Regions from separate parts of the Zea mays genome. Here regions 1 and 2 are each linked to region 3. The links are chromatin contacts, called in public Hi-C maps. All regions are on one chromosome and are shown on one strand. Each heading gives the region's core, a stretch centred on a gene start, on an enhancer-like site or on the middle of the called end of the contact. The rest is flanking DNA. Distances are from core to core; before and after follow the strand shown. Region 1 holds the start of LOC103651256 (RGG repeats nuclear RNA binding protein C). Region 2 holds the start of LOC100191711. Region 3 holds the start of LOC103642983 (brassinosteroid LRR receptor kinase BRI1).

What was found. A called contact is a pair of places that touch in the nucleus more often than the background predicts.
Region 1: a contact with region 3 is called in a Hi-C map of bundle sheath, with 2.3 times the contacts expected there. The contact joins the promoter of LOC103651256 here to the promoter of LOC103642983 in region 3. A contact is called at or near these places in 4 of 25 Hi-C or Micro-C datasets (bundle sheath, ear, leaf and 1 more).
Region 2: a contact with region 3 is called in a Hi-C map of bundle sheath, with 1.6 times the contacts expected there. The contact joins the promoter of LOC100191711 here to the promoter of LOC103642983 in region 3. A contact is called at or near these places in 2 of 25 Hi-C or Micro-C datasets (bundle sheath and tassel).

Annotation. Positions count from the first base shown.
Region 1 is chr3:207,531,377-207,534,076 of Zm-B73-REFERENCE-NAM-5.0, forward strand. LOC103651256 (RGG repeats nuclear RNA binding protein C) reads right to left here and starts at 1,325. Exons shown (of 6, transcript XM_008676877.3): 1 at 883-1,325; 2 at 208-598; 3 at 1-111. The coding sequence starts at 1,075.
Region 2 is chr3:208,163,906-208,166,605 of Zm-B73-REFERENCE-NAM-5.0, forward strand. It overlaps LOC100191711, which reads right to left and starts at 1,271. Exons shown (of 2, transcript NM_001137140.1): 1 at 1,071-1,271; 2 at 90-999. The coding sequence starts at 1,220. The coding sequence ends at 322. LOC103651264 (a long non-coding RNA gene) reads left to right here and starts at 1,115. Exons shown (of 2, transcript XR_002268193.2): 1 at 1,115-1,505; 2 at 1,605-1,918.
Region 3 is chr3:207,813,401-207,816,100 of Zm-B73-REFERENCE-NAM-5.0, forward strand. It overlaps LOC103642983 (brassinosteroid LRR receptor kinase BRI1), which reads left to right and starts at 1,426. Exons shown (of 1, transcript XM_020550489.2): 1 at 1,426-2,700. The coding sequence starts at 1,695.

The DNA.
Region 1 (2,700 bases), core at 75-2,574, 280 kb before region 3:
GTAGCATCCTTGTTATCTTTGTTCTCATCTGCTGCTGGGGCATCGATCTGCTCACCTTGTTTCTCAGCAACAGGAGCAGCCTCCTCCATCTTCGGAGAGTCCTCTGCATCCCTAGTCACAGAGGGTTTCATTAGTACAATTAAACCTTCCAGAGGCATAGTCACAGAAATACTATGCTAAAAACAATAAATATACTAGTCTCCTTACTGGGCAATAAGCTCATCAGTGGCAGTGCCCCAGTTCCCACGCCCTGCGCCATCACGCTTCATCTCATAGCCATGGCCAGTCCCGCTGTGGCGCTCATAGTTTCTCCGTGGTGGCCTCTCAGAGTCATCACCAAACTCAACATTCCTGTAACCACCACGTCTGCCTCCGCCACGGTACGGGGGACGAGTGTCTCTCTCCCTTTCTCCTTCAGATCCACCAGTTACAGCACCATCCCCATAGCCTCCGCCACCATAACCTCCCTGGAACTCATTGCCATTGTCACCACTGAAGCCACGGTTCTGACCATATCCCCGTCCACCTCTGCCACGGCCACGTTCACCACGGCCAAAGCCTCCACGAGCTGATGAGCCACCGCCGCGTGCATCCCGAACTGAAAAAAAATGTATAATACAATGGGTCCAAATGAATATTCGTGCTTTCAGGAAATGGAGGCAATAAAAACCATTTGATATGAACTCAGGCCTGAAGAAAGGTAAAATCCACTTTGCAGCAGCGGAAAACTCGTAATTTTATAAGACACGTCATCAAAGTTTACAACTAGCGTGATGCGGGTGGATAAAAAAAATCAGAAATATGCTCCAAGCAGCATTTCGAAAGCTGCGAGGGGAAGTGCCCGGAGAGCCAGATCTAGCACAGTAAACAATCACAACTCACCCGTCTGCGAGGGAGGAGCGGGCTTGGTCGGGAACTTGGTGGTCGCCGCAGGCTGGGCAGCCTTCCCAGCAGGCGCCACGGCGGACTTCTTCGCCTCGGCTTTCTGAGCAGCAGCCGCCGCCGCCGCAATCAACAGCGACGGGTCGTCGTTGTCGTCGGCGCCGAGGAGTTCGAAAGGGTTGAGGGTGGCCATGGCAGCGGCGGCGGGGAATACTTCAGTAGGATCGCGAAGTACCTGATGAAGATAGTAGATACAAGCACTAGCAGCTTCGCCGGACGGGTTGGGCCGCCATTAGAATGGAGATGAAAGGAGAGTGAGGGGGAGAAGAGGGTAGGTAGGGTTTTGGGCGGCGGCGGCGGCGGCTAGGAGATGGAAGGGACCGAGGGAAGGTGTGACAGGAAAAAACCCTAGCCGCACTCCTAAGCGATCATATCCTTCCGACTCCGTACCTTTTCTGCTCAGAAGCTCTAGAATTACGTTACTAACCTTGAGATTGAGAATTAATTACAATTTTGCAATTACGCTAATGGCCTTGAGCCCTTGAGCTTGAGAGGCAATTGCCATAGCCCCGTGGATCGAAGGGGTATATGTGGAATGAAATTTACAGGATTTACGGTTTGGGGGACTGAGATGCTCGTGGGTTTGGGAATTTTTTTCATCTGAGCCGTTAACTGCAAATCGAACGGATGAACTTCTGATAGAAAGATGTGTGGGCTTTTTTAGAAGACAAGTGTATGGTTTGGCTTCGCTAAATTTACCAACACATTTTTGCTCAAGACTATTGAGCTTAGTCTCGACGTAGCATAAAATCCAGCACCTGTCTAACTTTTTATTAGTTGTGATGACTTTATATTTAACTAAATCAATTTCATAGGATAAACGATCCAATCCGCCCGTGTCAAAAGAGTTAAGATAGATAAGTCTCCTATCACTAAGGGTCGTTTGGTTTGCTGCCTAAGACGTCATAACCTATCTAACTTTTCTGTCTAAGCTTAGGACCTGGACCTGTGTTGGGAACTCTGTTTCTCAAAACCACAGTTTATAATATCACAATTCATTATATGCCATGGCATACCTATGTTGTATATTTTACATCAGTCCAATCTAGCACTGGAGACAGTATTTCGGTTGTAATGTAGAAGACAAGACCACAATTGTGTGCAAACAAAAAACTTTGATCCTTTGACCCAAAAATACCATGGTATGGTAAAACCATGGTTTAAAATCCAGAGTTTTTAGATATGTTCACAAACGCCTTCAAGTTTAAAATACTGCGGTATGCTCAAATACCAGGGTATTGTCTCGAGACTAAGGAAATACGATGTTAATGTTGTTTTAAAATACTATAGTTTTGAAATATCATAGTTTGCAATTGCACATGACATAAATACTACAATATTACCTTACCATAGAAAACTATGGTATTGCTTAAAACTGAGATATGTTTGGTTCCATTAGAAAACCAAAGTATTTGTAGAGCGAATAGAAGATAACGGAGGTCATGAATGGAGTTTCTAAAACTCTAAAATACCACGGATTTAGTTCTTCAATTCAAGCTTCCAAACAGGACCTTAGTTCTTCAATTCAAGCGACTAAGGATAGGTAGATTGTGGCACCTTAGGTAGGAAACCAAACATGCCCTAGATCCTCTATTAATTTCCTTATTTTAAAAATGTTGCAAGACAGGGGATATAGAAGATCCAACACATCTCCTACAACATAATTTTGCTATGTTTTTAAGAGATCTAATTTTCTTAGGCACTAACTTGGAGATAAAATCGCCTTCAGCAGTTCACCTATATGGTCACCCAAAAAAC
Region 2 (2,700 bases), core at 21-2,520, 350 kb after region 3:
CTTACCAAACGGCAGAAGAAAAAACAAGTTCTTCTGTCGAGCTCTCCCATAGCAGTTCAGACAATGGCTCACTGGATTCATTCCAAACAGAACAAACATGCATAATTCATAATTTCACATGTAATTAGCCCGTAGCGTCTGCTCGGACTTATTTAGCACAATGGAAAAACACATTAGACTGCCCGAACATACTCCAGTGGCTGTCTATCTATATGATGTCTCGTCTCAGTCTCAGTCTCACACTGAGACTGACAAGCAAGCAACACTTTATTCCCGGCCACCACGAGCAAATGAAAGGCAGTACTGATCAACAACCACCAATCAGCAGCTCGGTGCTTCGGTTCGGTATGATCGCTTTTCAGCACTTGGGGGCCTCCCGGCGAGCATGAACGCCTTGAACACGAGCTTCCTGGGTACGGTGGGCGCGCCGGCCCACTCGTCCTCCACCCGCTTCAGCGCGTCCCTGCAGACCGCCTCCAGGTCCGCGCCCTTCGCCCTCGCCGTGGTCACCACGGAGCCGGTGTTCAGGAACCCGACCAGGTCCTCCAGCGTCATCTCCACCTCCATGTCCACATCGGCGGGCGCGCCCTCGGCGCCCACCCCGACGGGCTCGAACGGGAACGGCAGGCACCGGTACCGCTCCATGGCCAGCACCGCCCGCGGGTCCTGGTACGGCCGCAGGGCCGGGTAGAGCTGGCCGTGCAGCGCGTCCTCGAACGGGTGGATCTCGTAGTTGTAGCCCCACACGGCGAGCACGCCGCCGGGCTTCCTCAGGGCGCGCTTCACCACGGCGTAGAAGAGCGGGACGTCGAACCAGTGGATGGAGGTGGCCACCACGACCAGGTCCAGGGAGCCCTCGCCGCCGACCAGGGACACCACCTCGTCCTCCGACAGGTGCTCCGGGGTCTGGAGGTACCGCACCTTCGGGTGCGCGATGGCGTGCTGGATCTGGCCCTCGCTCACGTCCGTCGCCACCACGCTCTCGTAGTGCTCCGCCATCTGAGATGTTCGTTTCAGAATTCATCAGATCAAACGGTGTAGCAGCCAGCTACTGCACATTTCAAACTTACTCCGATGGCGGCCTGGCCGGTGCCGCACCCGGCGTCCCAGGCGCGCTGGTGCCCCGCGGTGAGGCCGGCCAGCATGGAGAACCACTCCTTGGGGTACTGCGGACGCTTCTTGGCGTACGTCTCCGACGGCTTCTCGTAGAGCCCCGCCATTCTTTCTCAATTCTTAGCTTCGGCTATCTCGGTATCGCCTGCCTATCAGCTGCCAAGTGCGGTTCGATCTTGGATGGAATTCATAGCCACAAAAGTGGCCAAAGTCATAGCCAATTCAAAAAGAGGAACTTTTGCATTATCCACTGAATCAAAGCAAAGGTTGACTCAGACTGCAACATCACATGCATGGGGAATCTTGTGCGGCAGCAGAAACCATACACAACATGAGATGATTTTCCACATAGTAGTATGAAGAAAGCAGGGACAGGCTGATGCAGCAGTCAGGTAAAAACAAGAACTACACCGAGTCTAAAGGAAACGTATCATGTACTCATGGAGCTCTTGTTGAGCACTTTAAATCTGATGTCTTTATTTCTCATCCAGGGGGTGAGGGCAGCAGTGATACACAGAAGAGACAAGCGACGCGGCACAACAAGAGTGACACACAGAAGAAACTAAGAAATGTCTATTCACACTTGGATGATAAATAAAAGCACTAGATTTAAAGTGCTCATATGAGCACAAGAGCTACATGAGCACAGGATATGTTCCCGAGTCTAAAACCTGTAGGCTGTAGAAACTTGTGTTAGCGTAAGGAGATCCACCAAATTCTGAAACCTGTATATCGTGCAATAACCCAATAAAGTAAATTAACGTGAGGTGAGTCGTCAGTTGCTCACTCTTAACTTTTCTGCCCAGATACACCTCTTCTGCTTGACCAACGTGTCTCCTTCTCTGATTGAACTGTCTGAACATTACAAGATGCTGCAACAGGTGCTGATGGGAACACCGAAGATGCTAAATATGTACTGGTGCGTACGAACTACTGAATCATCTACACGACACCTTTATCGCCTCCTCTCCATTCTACATGTACAACTAACAGCCAACTCTCGGTCTCATCAAAGATGACGATCAGAACATCACAACGTCAGATGTATTTTTTAATACAAGCACGCTATCAAAGATTACTAAACACCGAGGTAATTTAAGGCAAGAAAAATCAGAACTCCGGAGTTCTGTTGTGAGGGATTTAAGACTGCCACAACATGCATGCCAAGAAATCAGTTTTGGTCTTGCAAGAGTATTGCAGCTCTAGTCTACACAGGTGATGAAGAGTTGAGGACATCTGCTCACCAGTTACAAGTTGTTACCAGTGTGATCTGTTGCTGTAGACATAAATAAGGCCTGCAGAAAAGCAGACATTCTAACTGATCCGGTTCCGTTTCTCGGTTTCGCTTTGGTCTCAGTGAAGCAGCAGCAGAAGAGCAGCAACAAGTGGGTGTGCGTGGTGTGCAACCAGCGTCTGTGATATGCTTATGTCAGTGAGAACTAGAGATGTTAAAGAGTTTCATATACTAATGTCAGTGAGACCTACTACTACATGTGAAGTATGGGTTCAGTCACCCGAGACTCAACTGACAAAGTATCGCATCACTCCACTCAGTTTTTCCATATCACGAAAGTGGTATGTTACCTT
Region 3 (2,700 bases), core at 176-2,675:
TCCCTTTCAATTTCTTAGAACGAAAACATCTTCAACTAGTCAAATGCTTAAAATGTAAACTGATTTAGATGTGGACTATAAGTGAATCTATTTATCTCTATGTATTCTAGAAGCCATGAGCTAAAAATCTTTTTCACTTCGTCCACTGCACTATATTCTATTTGTGAGGCCATGGCTAACAGACCGTACATGTGGCCGTGTAAAACACTGCACTATAGATCAAATAAAAGACGAGATCAGTAAGTTGTTGAAGATAGTCTTAGCTCCTTACCCTCTCCCTCCTAGTATTATAATAAAATCACTCTATCGATCTATCATATAATCAATGAGTCGAGCGTAGGCCCATCTCCAACAGAGCATAGATAGAAGCATGCAAAATACTATTGTGTACTGTATATTGCACTGTTTACAGCGTTGAGTTTAAAATAGTAAGTAACATAGGAAGGTTGCTCGAGTTAGCCTAAGCGCGAAGGTTTGTTTGGTTGTCCCTGCCAGACAGCATGCTGACTAGGCAACCATCTTAGCTCAAGCGACTGAAATCAGACATCTGAAATAGAAGCCTGGACCAGATAGCTCCGGCCAGGAGTCATTCAAAGAAGCCCGGTCATCTCCAGCAGGTCGAGTAAATTACTGTTTTGCACTGTAGATTACACTATTTACAGAGTAAAGTTTAAAATAGAAACTGGAATCATAAGTGAGATAGAGAGTCTGCTGGAGATAGACTTAAATAACCGAACTCTTCTAAACGGGACTAGAATTCTGCACGGGTCGACGAAAGAGTGACCTATAATGCAAAATGATTCAAATTCAAAATGATTCAAAACGGAGTAGAGTTCAAATTATCATGCGCATTAGCCTTGGCATTCCTGGGTGCGGGCAGTGTCGCCGATCGAACAAACACACGCTCGGCTGCCGGCTTATAACGGGACCTTATCCACTCTCACGGCCTCGCCATCATAACACACGCTCGGCTCACACCGGAAAGGTGGCACGGCGCAGCGTCGACCGCACGCGCTCCTCCGCCCCGGATCGGATCTACCAGCCCACTCGCGCTACGGGCGTGAAGACAAAAAAACACTCGGCGAAGCAACGCGGCCCACGCGTCCGCCTCCCTCCACGCCCGCCAGGGATCCCGCACGCTCGGACCGCGACCCCGAACTGCCCATGCCCGCCCGCGGGTGGTGGAGTGGCGCGCGGATTGACGAGCCCCGGAGGCCGCGGCTGGCGCCTGGCGGGCACGTGACTCCGTCTCGAGCAGAGCACTGCCTGTCCCAACCGGCGCGGCCCTCCGCCGTCGGATCCGATCGGGATTAACCTCGCCGCGGGCAGCGGATAAGCGCCGTGGTTTAGAAGACTAATCTCGCTCGGCCCTCGGGCTAATTAGGCAGCGATTCGCGATGAGGGCGAGCAGTCGAGGGCAGGGGGCACATGCCATGTGACGTGACCCCACCACCACTCTCTCCCGCCCTTCCCTCACCTACAGCTGTTAATTTGCTTCCCGTCTCCTGCGCTCCCCCTCTCTCTCTGTCTTTACACTGTTGCTTCTTTCTTCCTGCTCCTCTCTCTAGGTATAGCAGCCCATTCCTCCACACTCCCACCTCCGCTCATCACCTCTCCCTCTCCTACCATCTCGTCGGCTCCTCCCCCGTCGGCCGACCCGCTTCTTTAATGGTTTTAAGGTAGCGCGCTAGTTCATGGAATCTCCGGGGCTGTTCGCTGTAGTGGCACTCTTCGTCGTCGTCGTGGCGGCGGCGGCCGCCGACGATGCCCAGCTGCTGGAGCAGTTCAAGGAGGCCGTGCCGAGCCAGGCCACGGACCTCCGCGGGTGGAGCGCCAGCGATGGCGCCTGCAGGTTCCCAGGCGCCGGCTGCAGGGGCGGGCGGCTCACGTCGCTGTCGCTCGCCGCCGTCCCGCTCAATGCCGACTTCCGGGCCGTCGCGGCCACCCTGCTGCAGCTGGCCAGCCTCGAGACGCTCAGCCTGCGCGGCGCCAACGTCAGCGGCACGCTGGCCGCGGTGCCGAGGTGCGGGGCCAAGCTGCAGTCGCTCGACCTGTCAGCGAATGCCGGCCTGCGGGGCTCCGTCTCCGACGTCGAGGCGCTTGTCGCTGCCTGCGCCGGGCTTAGCGCGCTGAACCTCTCCGGCGGTTCGATTGGTGGGCCGAGGTCTGCCGGCGTTGTCGCCTCCGGATTTGCCCGGCTAGACGCTCTCGACTTGTCCGGCAACAAGATCTCCGGCGATGGCGACCTCCGGTGGATGGTGGGCGCCGGCGTCGGAGCAGTCCGCCAACTGGACCTCTCCGGGAACAAGATCTCTAGCCTGCCGGAGTTCACCAACTGCTCTGGGCTGGAGTACCTCGACCTCTCCGGCAACCTCATCGCCGGCGAGGTGGCCGGCAGGACTCTCGCTGACTGCCGTGGTCTGAGAACGCTCAACCTCTCAGGCAACCACCTGGTCGGCCCGTTCCCGCCGGACGTCGCCGCCCTCACCTCGCTCGCCGGACTCAACCTCTCAAACAACAACTTCTCCAGCGACCTCCCCGCCGACGCTTTCACCGAGCTACAGCAGCTCAAGGTGGTCGCCCTCTCCTTCAACCACTTCAACGGCAGTATTCCGGACTCCTTGGCAGCGCTGCCGGAGCTCGACGTGCTGGACCTCAGCTCCAACACCTTCTCCGGCACCATCCCTTCGTCCATCTGCC